2 separate regions of the Ovis aries genome follow, and region 2 is linked to region 1. The links are chromatin contacts, called in public Hi-C maps. All regions are on one chromosome and are shown on one strand. Each heading gives the region's core, a stretch centred on a gene start, on an enhancer-like site or on the middle of the called end of the contact. The rest is flanking DNA. Distances are from core to core; before and after follow the strand shown.

What was found. A called contact is a pair of places that touch in the nucleus more often than the background predicts.
Region 2: a Hi-C map of tail adipose tissue shows a contact between it and region 1, with 12 times the contacts expected there. The contact joins two enhancer-like sites. A contact is called at or near these places in 13 of 16 Hi-C or Micro-C datasets (blood, hypothalamus, liver and 5 more).

The regions. Positions count from the first base shown.
Region 1 is chr2:208,884,620-208,891,527 of ARS-UI_Ramb_v3.0, reverse strand. No RefSeq gene overlaps it. Among named protein-coding and RNA genes, the nearest start is that of FASTKD2, 27 kb to the right of the region's middle. Within about 2 kb of position 4,142, at least 3 of the 54 cell types and tissues checked have an H3K27ac peak or open chromatin away from gene starts, as enhancers often do.
Region 2 is chr2:209,576,650-209,583,557 of ARS-UI_Ramb_v3.0, reverse strand. No RefSeq gene overlaps it. Among named protein-coding and RNA genes, the nearest start is that of CREB1, 60 kb to the left of the region's middle. Within about 2 kb of position 4,412, at least 18 of the 54 cell types and tissues checked have an H3K27ac peak or open chromatin away from gene starts, as enhancers often do.

The DNA.
Region 1 (6,908 bases), core at 2,893-5,392:
AAGTCACATTTTGCCAAAATGCAAATGAACTCAGGAAGCAGAGTTTCAGAAGTTCTGCCTCACATTTGGCCAGTCTCCTTCCCCCCATCACTGGGACCTCAAGGACAGGTATACCTGGCCCTGAACCAACTCCTGAGCATCTCAGTTTCCTCCCCCAGGATCTGGCAGTCTGAAAGATGTTGGTTGCCAGACAGAATTCATCAGACTCACTTCCCAGATGCTATCGCTTCTGATGCCGAAAGAAAAATAGGTTGCCCAGAAATTGAGGTTGGAGGGGACGAGTCTAGCCGAGAAATGCACAGTGATACACACAAAACTGTAAAGGGCGATTCTTGTTAGAATTCATTAGCATCTTCTATATGGATATTCCAGTGGTCCTCCCGTCCCTCAAATCCCATACTGAGTCCCCAGAGGGGCAAGAACTAACATCCCAGGCTAAAGTATCCCCCACAGCAGAGTTATAAATGGTTCTCAACCTGTCAAAATCAGGCAGGGCTCCAACAGAGAATGAATAAAATTTGGCCTGACCCCGCTTCCTGTTTCCAGCTACAGCCAACTCAACACCCGAAGGGGCCTCACCGGCAAGAGTATTGTATACTCAATCCTACTAAAAAGAGTCTTTCTTCCTGGTCAGTTTTTCCCAGACATCTCAGGGAGCTGTCTTGCTCTCATTTGAAATTCAAACCAGAAGGAAGTCACCTCTAAAAATACCAAATTTCCCACTTGCACTTTCACGATGATGCAGCGCCACCTAGGGGACATGTGTATTCACTTCCTACTCTTTCCACTGTAACGTGCCTTTTAAAATATTGCGGCACCGTGCCGCCCTCCACCCCCCGCCCCCCACCACCAGCTCACCGTGTCTCCTTGAGATAGGTATAGAAGCTTTTCAGTACACGTTTTTCAAGATTTCAGCTCCAGCCTTAATTCAGCTGGAAACCCTGGTTGACTAGCTCATTATATAAGGATCACTGCCAAGGGCTGCTGTTCACACTTACAGTTCAGTTCAGTTCGGTTCAGTCGCTCAGTCGTACCCGACTCTTTGCGACCCCATGAACCGCAGCACGCCAGGCCTCTCTGTCCATCACCAATTCCCGGCGTTTACCCAAACTCATGTCCATTGAGTCGGTGATGCAGTCCAACCATCTCATCCTCTGTTGTCCCCTTCTCCTCTAGCCTTCAATCTTTCCCAGCATCAGGGTCTTTTCAAAGGAGTCAGCTCTTCGCATCAGGTGGCCAAAATATCGAAGTTTCAGCTTCAGCATCAGTCTTTCCAATGAACACCCAGGACTGAGCTCCTTTAGGATGGACTGGTTGGATCTCCTTGCAGTCCAAGGGAGTCTTAAGAGTCTTCTCCAACACCACAGTTCAAAAGCATCAATTCTTCGGCGCTCAGCTTTCTTGATAGTCCAACTCTCACATCCATACATGACCACTGGAAAAACCGTATCCTTGACTAGACGGACCTTTGTTGACAAAGTAATAATCACTATAGAAATTTTGCTTAATTATAATATTATCAATATATTATATTTTATATATTGTTATTTTTAATAGAGCATAGATTTTATAATATAGAATATATAATATTCTACTATGTAAATATATATCATATATAATAGAATGTAATACATACACTGTTAAACATTATATAAATATTATATATTCATATAAAATATATTTAATATTGTACAGATAGCTCAGTTGGTAAAGAATCCGCCTGCCATGCAGGAGACCCTGGTTCGATTCCTGGGTCAGGAAGATCCTCTGGAGAAGGGATAGGCTACCTAGCCACTCCAGTATTCTTGGGCTTCCCTTGTAGTCCAGCTGGTAAAGAATCCGCTTGCAATGTGGGAGAGCTGGGCTGGATCCCCGGCTTGGGAAGATCCCCTAGAGAAGGGAAAGGCTACCCACTCCAGTATTCTGGCCTGGAGAATTCCAGGGATTGAATAGTCCATGGGCTTGCGAGGAGTCCCAAGCAACTGAGTGACTTTCACTTTCAATATATGAAAATGGGCTTGCATCCCAGGTGGCACTAGTGGTAAAGAAACTGCCTGCCAATGCCGAAGATGTAAGAGACTCCGGTTTGATCCCTGGGTTGGGAGGATCCTCTGGAGGAGGGCACAGCAACCCATTTCAGTACTCTTGGCTGTAGAATCCCATGAATAGATGAGCCTGGCAGGCTGCAGTCCATGGGGTCACACAGAGTCGGACACAACAGAAGCAACTTAGCACAACCACAAAATATATTAAAATGATATAAATATGTATTATTTACTATTATAAGAATTACCAATTAAGCATCTGCTTCATGACAAGGAATATTTCTAATAAGTATAACATCCTTTCAAATGGGTATTAGCATTGTTGTCTTTACAGATGAAGAAACCAAGGCTCTGAAAGTTAAAAGATTTATCCAGGATCCCAGATCAGGGCTATCTTACTCTTTCCACTATAAAATGCCGTGAGTTGTGCCTACATACTAGTGAGTCTGCTCATCTTAGTGACAATAAAGCAGAACATTCAAATATCACCTTCCAAAGAAGTCACCCTGAAGTCTGTACTATCTTTCCAATAACTAATGCTTGTAACATTTCTAGTATCTGTTGTGGGAAGTGCCCCAGAACTGTGAGCCGCATAACACAATCTCCTTATTTTAAATGCATGTCACACATTTAACAAAAACACAGCGGAGATACCCTGACTTCAAGCAGTGTGATTTTTTTCAGGCCCCTCCTCTGTATACTGTGATTGGGTATATCTTGGCTAGAGCCCAGGAATTTGTACTTTCACCAAGTATGCAAGTGATTGTAATCATTAGGAAAGTTTTAGAGATAGTGATGTAAAGACGAATGAGTTTTGGATCAGAAGGACTCAGGCTACAGATCTAGGTCTGTCTTTTTTCTAATTGTGCACTCCTGGGAAACCCATTTAAAGCTTAAAGCCCCTGAGCATCAGTTTCCTCATCTATAACATTAATATTAATGTTTATCAGCAGCTGCCAAAGAAACTGTGATAAGGATGAATGAGATTATGAGTATGAAATGCTAGTACAGCGCCTGGCACAGAGTAGGTGCTTAATAAATGCCATTTCTATTGTCACCTAGTCACCCACTCTCAATTCATCAAATTTATCCTCTGTGGTTTTTTGTTATTTCCAAAAATTAAGTCTACAGTAGAATATGAGGACACATAAAATATAATATAGTAACATGTACTTAATTTAAAAATAAATGACTAAAGATTTTCTTAGGAAAAATGATAGATGATTGATAGATGATAGAGACAAAGATATATAATGTTTTTTGGTGATTGTACTTATTTTTAAAATTTCATTATTAGAATATAATTACAATGTTGTGTTAGTTTCTGCTGTACAACAAAGTGAAACAGTTATATACATACATATATCCCCTCCCTTTTGAGCATCTCTCCCACCCCCCACCCCCATCCCACCCCTCTGGGTCATCATATAACACCAAGCTGAGCTCCGTGTGCTGTACAGCAGCTTCCCACTAGCTATCTAATGTAAACATGTACATATGTAAGTGTATACATATATACATGTATATATTTACACGTGTATATACATATAATGTATGTGTGTCAGCGCTCAGTGATATATAATCTTTAGGATACGGAAATGCTCTAGAAATACAAAACCAATATTTAAAACAGTTTGACACTCAAGAGAATAACAAGTTTCTGGCGGGGGGAGGGGGGGAGCAGGAAACAACATCTTGATACAAAAGGTAGAAGCAACCCAAGTGTTCAAGGATGGAGGAGTAAACAAAATGTGGTGTATATATCCAATATTGTGTATATATACAAGAGGATAGCATGTATCCTTAAAAAGGAAGGATATTCTGATACATACTGTAGTGAGGATGAACACGGTGGATATTACGCTAAATGAAATAAGCCACCACACAAAAGGACAAACGCCGTATCATTCCATTCATATGAGGTATGCATCAGATTCATAGAGACAGAGAGTGGAGATTGCTGGGAGCCAAAGAAAAGGGGTGGGAGTTACAGCTGAACAGGGGCAGTTTCAGTTTTACAAGCTGAACGGCATTCTAGAGATGGATGGTGGTGACGGCTGCACAATAAATAAGCAGACTTACTGACTGCTCTTGTGCTGTACACTTTAAAATGGCCAAGAGAGATGGCAGATTTTGTATATTTTACACAATTTCTTAAAAACTTAAAAACCTAGATTGATATCAAAATCACAGTGGAGGTGAAATTGAGAAAAGTCTTGTTTTCTGTTTGTTGTTGCTCCGTCGTGTCCAATTCATTGTGATCCTTTGGACTGTAGCCCACCAGGCTTCCCCCCCCATGGGATTTTTCAGGCAAGAATACCGGAGTGGATTGCCATTTCCTCCTCCACATCTCCTGCCTCTCTCGCATTGCAGGCAGATTCTTTCCTGCTGAGCCATTGGGGAACTGTCTTGCTTGGTTTGTTTTTCTAGGACAAAGAGTGCCATGTGAGATTCTGTGGCTTAGGAAAGCATATGGTGCAACCTTTTAAAAATGATCGAGTAAGTTCTCAAAAGGGTGACCTTCTTTGGTTGCCTCTGCTTTTCTTTTTAAAGCGTCGTGTTTACCCAAGATATATTGTTGGGCAAGATAGGAGGTTAAGACTAGAATACTTGTTCTGATTTTACTACCTCAGCCCAGGAGAGTGCTTTGAGAAGAATGGCTGTGGATCAGAGCACACCCTAAGGAAAACTTGGAGCAAGTGGTATCTGCAATCTTAAAATGCAAGGGTCTGTGCAGAGTTCAGCATGGCAGGGATGGGGGAGGGTGCCCGTGCAGCTGAATACAGGGCAGGTGCATCAGGGGCACAGCCTGTGGATTGCTCTGCGTGGGACGGTTTTCACTATGGCCTACAGCAGCAGTGGAGGCTACTTCATGTGAACCTCAAGCTGGAGAAGAGGGCATTGCCCCTCCCTTTCAATTATCTTCAGCTGACTTTCTTCAAGACTAGCATTTAACATGGTAGATGAAATATGTTTCAATGAATGTGACATTGAAGCAATTCAAAGATCTCAAAATATGATAGCATTGGCTTATTGTCTAACTTAAAAGCTGTGACAAGATGAAAGCCTCCCTTCACTGCATTTTTTTTTTTAGTAAAAATATGAACAAATTTCCCAAGACAATTAGGCAAAAGTTTGAGGCTATTCTTCTTTCTCTCTTTCTACACTAGGATTGAGGGTCCTAGTGTAGAGAAACTGCCCAAGATGGAACTGGCAGGGTTGCAAAATGGGGAAGTATGGGGAAAATTGGGTAGAAGGAGAAAAAAGTAGAAAACAAAGTCAAGTTGGCTGATTTTGCCATTCATCTGCCAGTGAAATTTTATTGCTGCCTGGAGGAACCTCCTGAGGGTGACGCACATGTAAAACCAGTTGACAGTATATGTGGATATTCCTAGTGGGTCTTAGTTACATGATATATGTCTGTTACCTTGAGTGAAACTTTTCAGGGCAAAATTCAGAAAGTGTTAAAAAATGGTATCCTATTATGTGTGTGTACATACACCAAATGCATTATATATACTATATGAATACTATATGTGTATGTATATAAAATATATATATATATACTATAATATATATTACAGTGTCTTTATCAGTGTTCAGTTGCTGATAATAGAAATCACTAGTTCAAACACAACATACTTGGATGTCAAGTTCCGGGCATTCACAGAAGCCTCCTTCTGCTTGTGAGATGTTTGGACGAGCTGAAGAAGCAGCCTTTAATCTAACTTCCAGGAAAATCTCTCAGAATGGCACCATAGAACTGGCTGTCCAGAGAGCTGCTTTCTCTACTTAGAGCCCCAAAGGTAGGAAAGCATGAAGATGCTGCCTTGTTGGGGGTTCCAGATCCGCATTACCTGAGCCACTATGCCCCCAGCAGAATGGAAGTCCCACACCCTGCTGCACCACACCCTGGGATCTCTGCTATTGTTATTCCAGAAAAATCCAGTGTCACTGACTGATGGCAGAAATACGGCCTCCATCTCATCTGGCCTTCTTAATCTCAGGCAGGCACATATGTTTGGGAGGTTAGGTCACATCTGGAATGCAAACTGTAAGGGGGGGTTGGAAAATGTATAGATTTGTGTTGTGGGCCCACCAGTGAGCCTCACACACACACATGTGGCACAAATAAGTCATAAGTGTATCAAGAAATAACTATTTCCTCAACCTTCTGGGTAGCCACAAAAGGCTGGGTAGCCAAAGGCCAACTGGCCAGTAACCTCCTCACCTAGTGCTCCCTAGAAGGTAGCCTGAACAAAGTGGGGAGGGGAGGTTGATGGTTCTCTTCTCAGTTCCTATGGATAAATACAAGAAGCATCTGGCCCGTGACGCTCTGCTGTGATGCTGTGTGAAGCCAACCACGTCACCTAGGCTTCTTAAGAAGCCTGCTGCTGAGTGAGACACTGACCTTTATGGACAAAAACACTCTAGTTGGTGAGTAATTTCATGGTAAGGCGCAGTCAGGGGCTGAGAAAGGCCAGTATCTCATAAGTACAGCTCTGGGTAGATGTTCCCGATCTCTGCCTTATGTTTACTTATGCTTGTTCGCTTAGAGATGTCTGAACTAGTTGCAGAGTGACTGTTATTATCAGCACACGCACACTGTGCAAATTATAACTCCATTATTATTTGTAAATATTTGATATGAAGAAATTTAACTGCATTTATCTATTTGTACTATCACAAAAAATATCATCACATTTGGCAATGACAGAACAAGAAAGCGGGTAGGCTCTAAATACAATTTTTAATTTTTGAATGCTTTCAAAAATTAAAGTTTAAAATTATTTCATCAGTTATTTATGTAGTGTCCTGTCAATAGTGATAACCAAGAATTGATAGAATATCTGGATCAAAAAT
Region 2 (6,908 bases), core at 3,163-5,662, 690 kb before region 1:
TTTGTTTGCAACATATTAAAAAATATTTCTCAGGAGATTTCTAATTTTCAGGTTTCTAACATAAGATATATAAGGCGATTTTATATATGGTTGCAATAGAAATCAGTGATTATTTAAGCCTAGTGAAATGGGAAATAGAGATTTTTATTTTCTTTCTCCCAATCTCTGTCTCTCTCTTTTTTTTTTTTTTACTATTGTTATATTTTTTAATTATACATCTTACATATGTTCATTATAGGGGAAGCAAAAATAGCTGTAAGCTAAAGGGGGAAAAAAATCCCCCCAAATCCTATTACCTAGATATAACTACTATTAACATGTTGATGTATATTCTCCAAAGAAATCATTATATACCAACAACTTCTGTTTTCAAGACAGCTTCTTTTTTTCCTTTGAACAACATTTTACCTTACTGCTGGCTCATGGTAATGCTATCTTCGTCTTTATAAAATATTCTTCTGTAGACTCAGATGTCTTCTGATTTATGGTTATTGTTACAAAATCCCAGTGAGGTAGAAGGAACAACTATTATTATCTCTTATTTATGGAGTATTAAAAGGTAAAGAGGGTTTAAGTGAATTACTTAATGTTACAGAGTTTATCAGGGGAAAAGGTTGAAATAGGATCCCAGGTTTTCTGCTTCCTAATTCAATGTGCTTTCCATTAGTCTGATTTAGTTATTTTAAATATAGATTTATATTAAAATTTTCTTTACTAAAACTTAAGGTGCTTTAGAGATACCTTTTAACTAAAACTCTTACGGGAATTTGTAATCATGAAGGAAGACAATGGAGGAAAAGTGTAGGCGAAATGAAAAGAGATAAATCAGGATTAGTGCTTGTAACTTTGCCTTCCCCTCCCTCAAGTTAGAGTGCTGTTTAAATTTGCTGAGCCCTGTGGCTGCTAAAGAATAAATGTGGGCATCACAATTCTCGGAGCTAGAGCAAAAAGGTAAATAAAGAACTGCAAGGCACGACAAGTACTGTAAAATCAATGAAACGGGATGGGTATGTGTCAGGGTGTGGTGGGGATGGTGGGAAACCCGCAGTGGGCATGCCCCATCCAAGGGGGCAGCCAGTCCTCAGCTCTAGTGGAAAAATAGGACCAGTGGTGCCAGGTCTTCTGCTTTTACTGAAAAAACCCAACATTAGATTATTGTGTAAAATATTTTGACCAAAGAACAAACAGGCCACAATAGTACATTAGTAAGTGAGGTGTGACTTGTGGGTCTCAGTCCGCTCCTGGCATTTTTGAGTCTTGACTTTCATATCTTTTCAGATTTAGACTTCCCCTAAGAATAATAGTTGATTGGGTGAGTGAAAAAATTCTCTGTACACTTGCTTATATTCATCAAGAGGGACCTTGATGGTGACTATGTTTATTCCTCTAATAATGCTCCCCAACCGTGTTTCCATAAAAGGTATTTTCTATCCTTAGGGTTGCTGTCTACCCAACATCTGCATCCTGACTTCCATGGAGGTGTGACTCTCACAGGACAGGTGCTCATGGAACAAGCTGTGAGGCAACCGGCTTCTGTTAGAGGTTCTGAGAACTGTCACTCGGCTCTAAGAAAATCGCTTTGCAGTGTCTACCTTGGTATGGTAACTCTTATCTGACAGTCTCTTCCTGGTCTGTGATTTCTCTAAATATAATTGACCTGTCGGTACAGGAAACCAGAAGGTGATTTTCTATTACCGTGAGCATGCACAGTTGCTTTTACCCAAAAATATATTTATGAACTGATCTGTTGTTTCCTCAAATATAATAACCCCTTTTCCTTCAAATGGAAGGGCATAGTCATTTCTGTCCGATAGTGTTCAGATTAGAGACACTCAAATATTTTCTGCTCTGGAGCTCTTCTAAGTTTCCTGTCATGAGGAAAAAACTTCTTCCTGGAGGAACTGAATTCTGAAAGTTCAGGAGCCCCATAGCAACATGATTTATTTCCCATTTATGCCTTCTGGTGCTCTATAAAGGGCTTCCCTGGTGGTGCAGAGGGTAAAGCAACTGCCCACAATGCGGGAAACCCGGGTTTGATCCCTGGGTTGGGAAGATCCCCTGGAGAAGGAACTGGCAACCCACTCCAGTACTCTTGCCTTGGAAATCTCATGGACGGAGAAGCCTGGTAGGCTACTGTCCATGGGGTTGCAAGGAGTCGGAGACAACTGAGCGACATCACTAGTGCTCTATAAAATGCATGTAAAAATGATACAAACCCAATCCCACGTTATATAAAAAAATTTGAGAGTGTATTGTTCTTTGTAAATAATATGCATATATGTGATGTTAAGTGGATGCCAATTTCTTCAAAATACATTGAGAAAATACAAAAATGTTTCAATTTAAACAATGACTCACATTATTAAAATGTTGGCCAGGAGAGGGCAGCATTGTCTACATAAATCCCAGAATGAAGCCTAAATGTGAACCTCGCAGATAACTATGAGGGTCTTCCATCATTTGGTTTCAAGCACAAGGACTGATAACAGAAGCAGAATTATTTATGTCTGAAAATTTGCAGTATTTTTCAATAATACATCTTTACCTCTTGGTCTAGGCAGCCGTTAGGATGAGGCTGTTATCACCCAGCGATGGCGCTTCTCTTCTTTATGTTGCGTTCTTTCTCTGTTCTGTCCCAGCATGTCTCCTTCGCATTCTCCTCTCAGTTTCTGTAGTTTGATGATTTATTTTTTAAAACGTCACCCTGACTCTTTCATGATCCTGGTCACGTTAGTTAACCCTGGGGAGGGGGCCTCCGTTTCTCTATCTATGAAACTTCTAGGCAGTTCAGTGGATAAAATGTGGCCGAAGCTGTGGGTAGGTACTGGTTTTGCCACTTAAGAGACTTGCTCTTCCCCATCGGTGAACAGAAGGTAGTAACAGCATGGATGTATAAGAAAGTGCTCAATAACCACCGAAGGAGCTGTGGTGGATTTTTCTGTTTTTAATGGAATGGATTGCTAACATTTAAAAGTCTGGAGTGATCACGTGAAATTTCTCACTGATCCAGCTTCATTCACACATATTACTGGCTTGGCTTTTGGATGCTCTGGTTGATGTCCTTCCCTTGGTCCTCCCATCTCCCACTGTCTATTCATTATCATTCAATGATATTAAAAACTGCCAGCAAGAACAGATGAAGGGAAGGAAACTCTGTTTTCCCCCACGTTGCAGAAGATGATTTTGCTTAGTCCTAACAGCACTGTCTGAGTCTGTTATCTGAGCAATCTGAAACCCTTAGCGCTGCAATTTAATCTAATTTGTTTCTTTTGTCAGATTTCATTTTGAGGTAGAAGCCTTTGAGAGACTAGGAAAGGGCATTTCCTATGGGAAATTTGGTTTCATTCATTCCTAGGTGGCAGGTTGGGAGGGGGATGGGGTCAGAACTGTCAAACAGGGGAGGACATCTGGGGTCTGATGGTAGAACAAAAAGTCCCGAGGGACAGACAGAGGACAGTCACGCTGTGGCATCCTTTCTTTTTCCTCCCTCCACCCCTACATGCCAGGGTTTTCTTATTTTTAGTTTTAATCTTGGGAAAAATGACTGATTTCTAAAATGAGGTTTAAAAGGTTATTTCTTCACAGCAGGAGGCTAGGGTGAAGTTTTGCTCTCCCCAGGAACCCATGGGGGAATTTAGCCATCCTCTCCTCTGATTTCTAAAACTGTACTAAGTTATCAAAGAAAGCCACGGCTCATTTATCCAGCCCTTTGCAGTTAAACATACAGGGACGGGTGCGTATGTTGGAATAGCTCTCGGGGTGGCAGCAGACACTCAGAATGGTGTTTCCACTGAACAATGCATTTCAGCTCATTGAAAAACACAGCACATCGAAGGGCTGCGGCGAGAACACTTTTCAGACTATAAATCGGGGCTGGAGGAGTTGCTTAATTAAATCAGTCCTGAGGTTACAGGAAGGAAAAGCAAACCTCTCCCTCCCAGAGTTGACCCGTTTCAGGTTACATGGCAGCTGGAGAACTTGGAAATGTGTTAGTAGGACTAACATCAATACACCAGAACGAAGCACTTCCCTGTCCAGCTGACGGGCGAGAAATCGCATGTAGAGACAGATGACGGCTCTGACTTTCCAACTTCATTCTGTGGGCAGGAAACACACATGAAGATGGCCAGAGAGGCTGAATCGCTGTTCCAGATTACAGTGCCAGGGACAGACTCTTTTTTTTAAACAGGACTTATTTCTGCAGAATCCTGTTACCCACCAGCAGGCACTTGGGAAACCTCAAAGTCGATCCTGTCTCAGAACTCTGTTTTGAAATGGTAAATCTTTCATTAAAACCTACCAGTTTATGAATTAGGAAACCTGGTCAGAATTTGAGATCCTAGACCCATGGAGTGTGCCACAAAGGAGAGCCCGTCCACACAGAAGGGACAATGAGCAGATGGTTAGTGGGGCTGTGGTACTGAGGATGTAACCAGCTCAGCAGGGCGCCCGCAAGCCCAGTGGGTCCCTGCTTTCTCACTAAACTCTCTCTGAGGTTCATCTGCTAAGTGATCATTGTTCTTCTTCCATGGCCTCCTCTCTCCACATCTCCCCAAACTTAAGACAGGCTCACAAGTCTAAAAAGAAAAAGAGCAGGATGTAAATGTGAAGCCACAGCATTTCGTTTTAGCCAGCAGACAAGAAGGCAGAAGACATAACTAATTCAGTCTAGGCAATCAGTGCAGGACTCAGTGGTATGCCCAGTCTGGAGCACACGGGCTCTGGTGATGAGTGTCATGTGTGAGGGGAATAAAGCTTTTTTCCACCCTCATAGTGTTCCTGCTGGGTCTGAAAATTAAACCGATGCAAAGACTGATGAACAGGAGAAAAGCGTACACATTTATTTGTTTTCTGTGACACGAGAGTCTCCATAAGGAAGTGCTACTGCTAAGTCGCTTCAGTCATGTCCAACTCTGTGCGGCCCCATAGATGGCAGCCCACCAGGCTCCACGGTCCCCGGGATTCTCCAGGCAAGAACACTGGAGTGCGTTGCCATTTCCTTCTCCAATGCATGAAAGTGAAAAGTGAAAGTGAAGTCGCTCAGTCGTGTCTGACTCTTAGCCACCCCATGGACTGCAGCCCACCAGACTCCTCCATCCATGGGATTTTCCAGGCAAGAGTACTGGAGTGGGGTGCCATTGCCTTCTCCAATAAGGAAGTGAGGACCCCCCAAAAATGGTTAAAACTGAGCATTTCTTAAAATAATTTATTCTTTATTTATTTTTGGTGGCACTGGGTCTTTGTTGCTGCTTGTGGGCTTTCTTTAGTTGCAGTGAGCAGGGGTTCCTCTCTAGTTGCGGTATGTGAGGTTTTCATTGCGGTGGTTTCTCTTGTGGTGGGACGCAGGCCCTAGGGCCCGTGGGCTTGTGGGCTTCAGTAGTGGGGTTCAGTAGAGCACAGGCTCTGTATTTGTGGTGCCAGGGCTTAATTGCTCAGTGGCATGTGGAATCTTCCCGGACCAGGGATGGAACGGGTGCCCCTGAATTGGTAGATGGATTCTTAACCGTTGCACCACCAGGGAAGTCCCAAACAGAGTGCTTTTATAGCAGATTGGATGAAGAGAGATGGGACGGAGAGATATGATGAGGTGAGGGCTTCCCAGGTGACGCTGGTAGTAAAGAACCGCCTGCCAATACAGGAGACATAAGAGACAGGGGTTTGATCCTGGGGTCAGGAAGATCCCCTGGAGTAGGGCATGGCAACCCACTCCAGTATTCTTGCTGGAGAATCCCATGGACAGAGGAGCCTGGCAAGCTATAGCCCATAGGGTTGCAAAGAGTCAGACACAACTGACTTAGCAGAGCACACATGATTAGGTGAAGAGAATGAGCTGAATGTAGTAACTGGGGCATATGGCCAGGCCTTTTGGGTGGGATGCTTTCCATCTCAGGTGATAAGGATGCTCCTCTCCTCACTCCAGGTACAGGGAGGGCACCTGTCACATGACGCTGTGACCTCCTTCAGTGAGATGCGCAAGGGAAGGAGGCCAGAGAGTCTTCCCTGCACCTACTGTTTGCTCACATTCCATCAGCTGAAGACACTCAGTATATCAAGGTGCTGGTTTGAGGGCAGCGTGTCCGAAACTCCATCAGTCATGATGTGAACTTGCACGCGTTACCACCCTCCCCTCACATCTATTGTCATATATTGATTTCACTTGTTTTTCATTCATAATTTTCCATGACTCATTATTTCCCAGGATACATCCGCATCAACCCTGTTAGCCCCTTTGGATCTATTTGTTAACAGATCAATTCTTGTTAGGACTTTAGGTTAAGTTAATAGTCAGAGGAGGAGGGAAGGCGAGCTTTGGAAGAGAGGCGTTTATTCGCAACTGCTATGTCTGAGTAGATGGACACAAACCACTCCTCTCCCCTTCTTTTTTATCTGAGCCTTTCCTCTCTGGCACTTTCTGGTTTTCTGTGTTTTCTTCTCCTTTACAAATAACAAACAGGGTCTGAACGACCCTTGGAATGTGATAGAGGTCAAGTGCTTGCCTCTCCCCAAGCAGCTCTCTCTTGTCCCCAAGCCCTCTCTCTGTGATGGAAAAGAACCAACCAGCTGAGGGACGGGAAGTGGAGAAATGAGGACTGCCAAGTGGAAAGGTGTGCGGGAGGCCTTCCGAGCAGGGGGGCTAAAGGCGGGAAGTTGAGATCTGGGCTGTCATTCAGCTGTAAACTCAGGGGGTCAGGCTTCACATGCCCTGTGGTTGGCTCTGGGGCTCCATGAGTCCCTGAACTGGGAAGTGGCAGCTTACCATTTGAAAACCCTATAGCACCCTCTTAAAGTTATCAAAATTTATTAAAAGAAAAAACCTTCTGTGATCTATAAATTTATACCCCATTACCAATGCAGTTATATATGAATAACTTATTATCACCAATCAAAACAGGAAAAAAAAAAAGCAC